Linked DNA regions of Zea mays: regions 1 and 3 are each linked to region 2. Evidence: chromatin contacts called from public Hi-C data. All regions are on one chromosome and are shown on one strand. Each heading gives the region's core, a stretch centred on a gene start, on an enhancer-like site or on the middle of the called end of the contact. The rest is flanking DNA. Distances are from core to core; before and after follow the strand shown. Region 1 holds the start of LOC100383525 (putative DUF869 domain containing family protein). Region 2 holds the start of LOC542105 (GCK-like kinase MIK). Region 3 overlaps LOC100193955.

Evidence for each region. Hi-C and Micro-C count contacts between places; a contact is called where the count stands out from the background.
Region 1: a contact with region 2 is called in a Hi-C map of leaf, with 5 times the contacts expected there. The contact joins the promoter of LOC100383525 here to the promoter of LOC542105 in region 2. A contact is called at or near these places in 3 of 25 Hi-C or Micro-C datasets (endosperm, leaf and tassel).
Region 3: a Hi-C map of tassel shows a contact between it and region 2, with 3 times the contacts expected there. The contact joins the enhancer-like site here to the promoter of LOC542105 in region 2. A contact is called at or near these places in 2 of 25 Hi-C or Micro-C datasets (ear and tassel).

What each region holds. Positions count from the first base shown.
Region 1 is chr7:160,428,987-160,431,711 of Zm-B73-REFERENCE-NAM-5.0, reverse strand. It overlaps LOC100383525 (putative DUF869 domain containing family protein), which reads right to left and starts at 1,305. Exons shown (of 5, transcript NM_001176173.1): 1 at 1,133-1,305; 2 at 523-726. The coding sequence starts at 627.
Region 2 is chr7:160,764,557-160,767,256 of Zm-B73-REFERENCE-NAM-5.0, reverse strand. LOC542105 (GCK-like kinase MIK) reads left to right here and starts at 1,272. Exons shown (of 20, transcript NM_001111738.1): 1 at 1,272-1,366. The coding sequence starts at 1,272.
Region 3 is chr7:161,180,151-161,182,850 of Zm-B73-REFERENCE-NAM-5.0, reverse strand. It overlaps LOC100193955, which reads left to right. Exons shown (of 10, transcript NM_001359359.1): 10 at 1-412. The coding sequence ends at 198. Among protein-coding and RNA genes, the nearest start is that of LOC100193955, 9.7 kb to the left of the region's middle. Within about 2 kb of position 1,275, at least 20 of the 20 cell types and tissues checked have an H3K27ac peak or open chromatin away from gene starts, as enhancers often do. A contact at or near this core is called in ear and tassel, where this site is marked.

The sequences.
Region 1 (2,725 bases), core at 56-2,555, 340 kb after region 2:
AAGGCACAGTACAATACAGGGGTCCCTATACTGCCACAGCATCCGAATTCAGTGCCATGAACAGCGAGGAATCTGTCTCGTCTCGTCGGTCGGCAATCCCACTCTAGTGCTTCTGGGGCTTTGCATTTTTGGAGGCCTTTTTTGTGTTGCGACTTGGTGATAGTCTGATAGACTACCGGAGTACAGGTCTGTGGCACTGGCTGAATGAAACCTCACATGCTACATGACCTGAAGGACTGCAGTTGCAGCCAGGACTGGGAAAGTCAAATGAACGCACTGCAATGCTTGCTTGCGGTTCACTCCTACTGTCTGGGGATATGGTATTCTTCAATGCCAAGACTGCTGCTACTGTTGTCTGTCCTGAATTCGTCAGCATCCGACTAAACGGCGCCGGCGCAATCGCCGGCGCCGGAAACACGGAGAAGTGGATTCCATCTAAACCTGAGCATGTCATTGCATAGAAATGCAGGACTTATACTTTCGTAGGGTGAGAAGAGAGGCGAGGAGGCAAAAACTGTGCACCTGTTCATCAGTGATCCTCTCGGACGCCGAGGACGCCGAGGTCTCCGTCTCTGCGGGGCTCTTGTCCGTCGACTTGCGCCGCCACAGCCAGCTCCGACGGTCCATCTCCGGACGCCTGCCTCAATGCCGATCCTTCCGTGCCCTATCTGCTTTCCTCCCCGCCCTGCGCCCCCAGCGAGCGCCGAAAGTTGACGACGATCTTCGCTGAAACCAACACATAACCAACCGTCAGTATCCACGGACGGACTTCCACAATTTTGTCTTCAAACTTAAACGCCCCCAATTCAATCGCAGGCCGATCCTCATGCTCACGAATCACGCGTGTGCGCCCCTTCGTAGAAACCGTACCCGTCGTCGATCGGAACCGAGAGGAGAAGAAGAAGAAGCCGAATCACTTCGCTTGGGTCCGCAGGAAAGAAAGCAAAAACTCACCAAGAAACCGCGCACAATTCGGGCGCCACTGTACCCCCACCGCGGCACCGCTCGCGCACACGGCACACCGCCGATAAAAAGAAGCGCGAGCAGAGTAGAGTCGGCGAGAAGAGAGAGCGCCGAGTAGCAGCAGGACAAGTCCTCCATGAAAGAAACGGGATGGGAAGTTCCAACTCACCTCAATCCCACACGATCCGCCGCCCAACAAGACCCCGGAACCACGCGGTCGCCCTCTGCCAACAAGACCCGCCGCCCGCGGCTTCCGTTGCGTTCGTCACCGCCTCCCGGCTCCTCCTCGGCGCGGCACAACCCCAGCCCCTGTGCAACGGGGCATGTCTCCGCTGCGGTTGCTCGCCGACCCGAGAATCCTTTACGCCGCACCGGCCCTTTTAAAACCGTCCGTCAGCACGGACAGGCAGACAGACAGACAGACAGACAGGGCGACAGAGGCGCCGAAGCCGTGGGCGTTTCAGAATCAGAAATGGAGGCTTCGTGGATCGTGGTCGCCGCGACGCCGACGTACACGTACACGGCGCTGGCCGTGTGTGTGAGAGTGCTGCAGTAAGTTTGCACGGTGACCATAACGTTTGGTTTCTTCCTTTTCAAAACGCACACGTGTGTACGTGCATCTGTGCGAAGAAAAAAAACAGAAAAATGCTGAGATGTTCCATATGATGTTTTTTAGAGCTAGTTTGAGAGGTAAATTAGCTTAGTTTTTAATCGATCTTCGAGAATCTCGAAGGAAATTTAAGTAAGTTTTCGGTGTTTGGTTATACAAGCTAAATTTTAGTTTATATCACATCGAATATTTGAATAATAATTATGGATATTAAATAAAGTCTGATTATAAAATTAATTACATAGATAACGACTAAAAGATGAGACGAATTTATTAAACTTAATTAAGTCTATATTTTATACTCCTAATTGATACTAGTAGCTTGACGCGCGCCCTCGGGCGCGCTTTATTATAATATATAAATAGTAGTTGATATTTAAGTTATTTTATATATATAGGGAAAGGTCTAAAAAATAAAGTTGTTTAATACTTACCACACTTATTACATAATGCATTTACACCGAGGATATTTGGTACGATAGAATACACGTTAATGTAGAGATCGATTGAGCAAAAAATGCAGAATTTCTTCCATAAATGAAAAACCAAAACTCACCTTCGGAACCGGCTGAAGGACGCCGAGCCGAGTACCATACACTGGACTCCTACATGTAAAGCAGTATGTTGCCTTCCACAACCACGGTGTCCACCTGCGCGGTCGAAGAAATCCCATTCCAGTTATACCAAAACTCAATCCTGACACGGGGAGGTAGTGACAATAAATAACAATACCGGGCGCGTTAGTGTCTGGTAATTAGAATAAGTACAATCTAAATCCCTTAACGAGAATCCATTGGAGGGCAAGTCTGGTGCCAGCAGCCACGGTAATTCCAGCTCCAATAGCATATATTTAAGTTGTTGCGGTTAAAAAGCTCGTTCCAAACTTTGAAAAGCAATCATGTCTTCAATTAAAATTGTAATATAGATGAATTAATTCTGCTATGGTACTATAAAAAATAGCTTGCCACATAATACAAACCAAATTTTTTTATTTTAGAGTGCAAAATTAGCAACCTAATGAAAATGTAACTCAAGTAACAATAGAACGGGGAACGGATGGAGAGTGCAAAAGCTCAATTTTATTGTATCATCAAACGTGTAGAAATTCAGGGTTTCATTCATTCATTCAGGCAATGACATATTACAGACATT
Region 2 (2,700 bases), core at 23-2,522:
AATCGATCTAAATGTTAGTTATTAAACAATACTTTATTCAATAGTACATAGACATAGTCATGACATAAGCCTCTCACACATTCACACTAAAATAACTGATGTAAGCACCTTATACCCATTGATCTTATGTGTGCCTCACAATTTACTTATGAAAGAGGTTTCGTCAATGGATCTGCAACATTTAATCCACATTGCAAATATTTATATCACCTCGTCCAGTGATCTCGCGAATGAGGTGACATCGACTTAATATATGTTTGGTCTTTTGGTGTGATCTAGGCTCGTTAGCCCGTGCAATGGTTCCACTATTATCACAATAGAGATCCACTGAGCTGGGCGCACTATGAACAACACCCAATAAAAAACAAATTTTCTGATCCAAACAACCTCTTTTGCAGCTTCTAAAGCTGCAATATACTCAGCTTCCGCGTCGAATCTACTACTGTATCTTGTTTGTAACTCCTCCAACTCACCGTTCCACCATTGACACAGAAAACAAAACCGGATTGCGATCTAGAATCATCTACGTCTATATAGAAGCTAGTATCAGTGTAATCAGTTACAATGAGTTTTTTCTCACCACCAAACACTAAGAACACATCCTTAGTTCTTAAATACTCAAGGATGTTCTTTATAGCTGTAGAGTGAGCTTCATCATAGTTTGATTGATACCTGCTCGTACCACTTACAACATACAAGACATCTGAGTGTGTATATAGCACTGCATACATGATGGAACCTATAGCCGAAGCATAAGGAATCACTTTCATCCTTTCTTGCTCATTAATTGTCACCGAAACATTTGGTGAAAACCGTTCAAAATCAGTGCGAATACACAATTGATCGAGTAGTCATAATAGAAGGAATCCACTTTTTTTCTAGATCATAAAGACTATGAAACTTTCTATCTTTTTCTCCACATAATCTATACGATACTTAAATTGTCCACAACCAGGTTCTCGAACCAAACATACCCTATCTACTAGCATTCAAACACGAGTCCTGACCTCCCTACCCCCATCTCCAGCCCCTCCGACGCGGCCCCACCATCTCCACCTCCCGGCCGAACAGACACGAACCAGGGACCAACGACAAATCTCGCGACCTCTCGAAATGAGCGGTACCGGAAGCAGCGTGTAGCGCGAGACGAACGCCGCCCTAATCCAAACCCTAGAGGCGGGAGGAAGACGGCGAGCGAACGCAGCAACGATTCCTGATCTCTAATATCCTAGCACGGCGGCGGCCGCGGCCGGATCTAGGGGTAACGAAGGATGTCGGACTCGGCATCGATGGCGGCCGCCATCGAGGCGCGGTTCAGCAGCCGCGACCTCATCGGCTGCGGTTCCTTCGGCGACGTCTATAAAGGGTACGGATGACGCCCCCACTCCCGTTCGGCAGTCCCTAAATTTCCTTTCCCTCTCGTTGCCTTCGCGCGGATTTTGAGCTCATGCACGGCAGGCGGCGGCCACGCTTGATTTAGCCGTTAATTTAGCTTCGGGTCGAGCGGCATTGCGGATTCGGGCGCTGGGGCTGGGTCCAGCGGGTAATTCGTGCGTCGAGTGTTGGTAGATAGTTGATCGAGCGGCCAGCTTGGTAGCGTCTGTGATGCTATCCATCTGCATGTCCGAGTTAGTTCCGTGCCATTGGTGGAGTTCATCGGGATCTAAAGGGAAATGACGCAGTTTGTTTGCTCAGTGTGGGATTTGGGCGTTGGGAACAAGCTGTGTCAGCGTGTCAATCGGGGATTTTTTTTTTGTAATTCACAACCCAGACAACTTTCATATGCTACTTCTATGTAAAAGGGTCTTCCCTTTGGACTAGAAACAATCATCAGTACGTGAAATGAAAAGTTCTGCTATGTACTTGTATCATTTCCCAAAATACCTGTTTTTACTTAACATATAATGCACATAGAAGTTGACATTGCAAAAAAACCTATTAGGCCGAGAGGATCTGAGTATGTATAGGGCAGAATATCAGGATTACAACATGACAGAGAGTTCAACTCGGGTACAACTACCTTAGGGGGTGGGATGTTTGGATCCAGGTGACTGAATTTTAGTCCTGTCACATCGGTTGTTTAGATTTAGTTAAAGTACTAAATGTATTCTAGCTACAAAACTAATTACACAGATGGGGACTAAACGATAAGACGAACTTATGAAGCCTAATTAGTCCATGATTTACCTATGTGATGCTACAATAAACATTTGCTAATCATGAATTAATTATGCTTAATAAATTTGTCTCACAGTTTAGTCTTTATCTGCATAATTAGTTTTGTAATTAAACTATATTTAATATTCGTAATTGGCATTCAAATATCCGATGTGATACGAACTAAACTTTAGTCAGGGGAACCAAACACCTCTTTAACCGACTCTAATTCTAACTCTGCTATCAATCTGATTCTATCCTATCTTTAATCAGAGTCGGTTAAGGTCTTCCTATATTATTAGAGATGACAATGGGTAAATATATTACTATCCCATACCCATACCCGCAACAAAAAAATAACCCCGTCGAGTCACCCATATCCGCTGGTGGGTATGGATTTACTCCCATACCCATACCCATGTGGGTATGGGTCACCTGTCGTGTCACCCGTACCCATAAAAATTAAACATCTATCAAAATAATACATTATACAAACATCAAGTATATCAATCTAAATACCATTACAAAGTTTCGAGCATCATT
Region 3 (2,700 bases), core at 26-2,525, 420 kb before region 2:
CACAAGGCCAAGGAGTCGGGCGTGGTGTACCTTCTTGGGCACGGAGACATCAGGGCCCGGAAAGAGTCGTTCTTCGTCAAGAAGCTGGTGATCAACTATTTCTATGCTTTCCTGAGGAGGAACTGCAGGAGGGGCATCGCGACACTGAGCATACCCCACACGAGGCTGATGCAGGTGGGGATGCAATACATGGTTTAGGGTTGCCTAGCTACCTTTTCTTTTTCTATTTCAAGATGATTACTAACTCGCGGCAGTAGATGGTGAGATGCAAGCGAGAGAGAGAGATGTCTGAAGATGATTTTCCTTTGATAGAGGCAACACTAACCGATCTGGTGTTTTACCGAAAGGTTGTGAAAACTGAACCCAAGTATGATCATATCATATACATAACAAGGAAACCCCGTTGTGTGTGAAGCAAGGTAACAAGCCTGCTGCTGCTCACACATATTCATCCTACCCTGATGTGCCTGGTGGTTTCTGCTTGGCTGCTTGTGCTGAGAGGCGGGAACAGACACTGATATTGATTGCCCAGCTGCGCCTATCAGGATTCGAGATCGGCGTTCTGAGCTGTGCATGCATACCGCAGACTGGTCCTGCTAGTACTTTGGCGTGGCTGACTTATACTTGTCCTCCTGCTGGTACCACGTAGTATATATACTACACTACATGCACTAGTGGGTGAAAGAATGGGGAGGCATGTTCTTCTGTCTCGCTCTCGTACCTAATCTACTGTCGATCGTGCGTGTCGATACGTGCGGTGCGCTGCTGCCGCGCAGGCGCAGCAGAAGCACCGGATCACATCGCAATCGCCGGGCTGCGGGGTGGATGGATGGATGGGTGGCAGGGTGAGGCGCTAGTGTCCCCGAGAATCTCCGGGAATTGCGAGACCTGAAGGCCTGAGCGCGACCGCTTCTAGTGGGCGGGCCGGCGAGCGATGAGTGATCGATCTGCGTCAAGGCGCCGGGGGGATTGACATGTCGGCTGCCAGGGACGGCATGTCTGCGCCTGCGCGCCCCATTTCATCGCCCGGTAATTGATGATGCTGTCCCTTGTTTAGTCACCGTGGGCGTCTTGGACCGCAAATCAAGAGTGACGGACCGGCGATTAGGATGACTGATGATAGGATCTCTCTCTCCCTCTCGCCTGTACAGTATGTATGAGTGGAGTGTGATTGTCTGTCTGATGGAGCCATCGAGACAGTGGCCCAACACGTTGCTTGCGGTGTATTGGTGCGTGACACGTACCCTGGCCCCACCACGCCACTGGTGAGTTGAGTGGAGTGGAGACGGGAAGGGGAGGAGCATGTGGGGCGGCGCACGTAGCCCAAGGAATCAGTACGCTTGTTCCACGCAAGAAGACGTGCTTTGGTGTTTTCCTAATAAACAGAACACTACTGAAGGCATGATAGATCAGTTCTGATGTTGTTCAGCTGTTGTGTGTCTGTATATGCCCGCATAAACACACATGGAGTTGCGATAGGTGGGGTTGAAATTTCACCGTGTTTGTTTTTTTTGGATTGGGGATTTGCGCCTGCTGGCGCCAACGCGCGATGAACGAAGGAAAGGAAGAGTAGAGCGCCGAGAGAGACAGGCGCTGCTGTGGCTGCCTGAGGCCGAGCAGGCAGGCAAGCAGGGGTCGGCGGTGCGCATGCATGCCGGGACGGGGCAGCGGGGGGCCCAGGTGGAAGCTGCTGCGACCATCTTCTGAGCCGGGGACCGGCCGGGCCGTGTCTCCCACCCCCATCCATCATTCGCGGCAGGAAAAAACCGCGGCAGGCCCACGACCGTAGTACGTGTAGTCGTGGTGGGTGCGCAGTAAAACGTGGCCCCCGGGGACGGATCTTACCGGCCGGGTTTTGGCAGCATCGATGCCGTGCCGCGGTTAGCTGCACCGGCCGGCCGGCAGCTATGTGCCAGACGGCCAGAGAGGCACATACATGGTGGTCTCGGCCCTCGATTGGCTAGGCAGCCAGGCCACCAGCCGCTGTACGTGATGCATGCGGTGCGGCTCGCTCTGCCCACCAACACAACACCACCCATAGCCCATAGGGACGGCGCGGTAACCCAGAACAAAATGAGTGGAAGCTTGCACAGTGCGCAGGAGATAGCTAGGGTGGGGGAATCCATTTTTTTAAAGCAGGACTAGTATATGCATGCGGTGTGCGTGCACAGAGACATGAATTCGAAGCCCCGGCCCCGGCCGGCCGGTGGATTTGTAACACTAGTTGCTCCCGCCGTCCCGCGGTGTGGCTGGGCGGTCCGGCGGTACCGCGCACCGAGACCCGACCCCCCGGCCAGGGCTGACACGGCCAGATCAGGGCTGGTACCATGCGTCTAGTCACACATCAAATTCAGAGCTCCAATTATTCCGCCGTACGTGCCCCCGCGAGGGTTTGCATGCACCACGCCGTGCACACCCGATCACCATATAGTTATACGCCATACGCTTTCGCCCGTCGCGCGCCGCAGTAAAACGAAGCCATCTTTTACAACGCGTCGCGGCCGCAGTCTTTTCGCTGCGGCTGCCTCCTTTGTATCTTTCCCTGCGTCGCAACTCGCATGCAGCTAGCGCGTGCTTTATGTGCCTCTGCATTTTCGTATCTTATCACTATTCCTGTATCTGTGCGTACATAGTACTATGCCTAGCTTTAGCTAGTACAAATCACTGTTTTCATCAACCACCCTTAATTAATTCATGGTG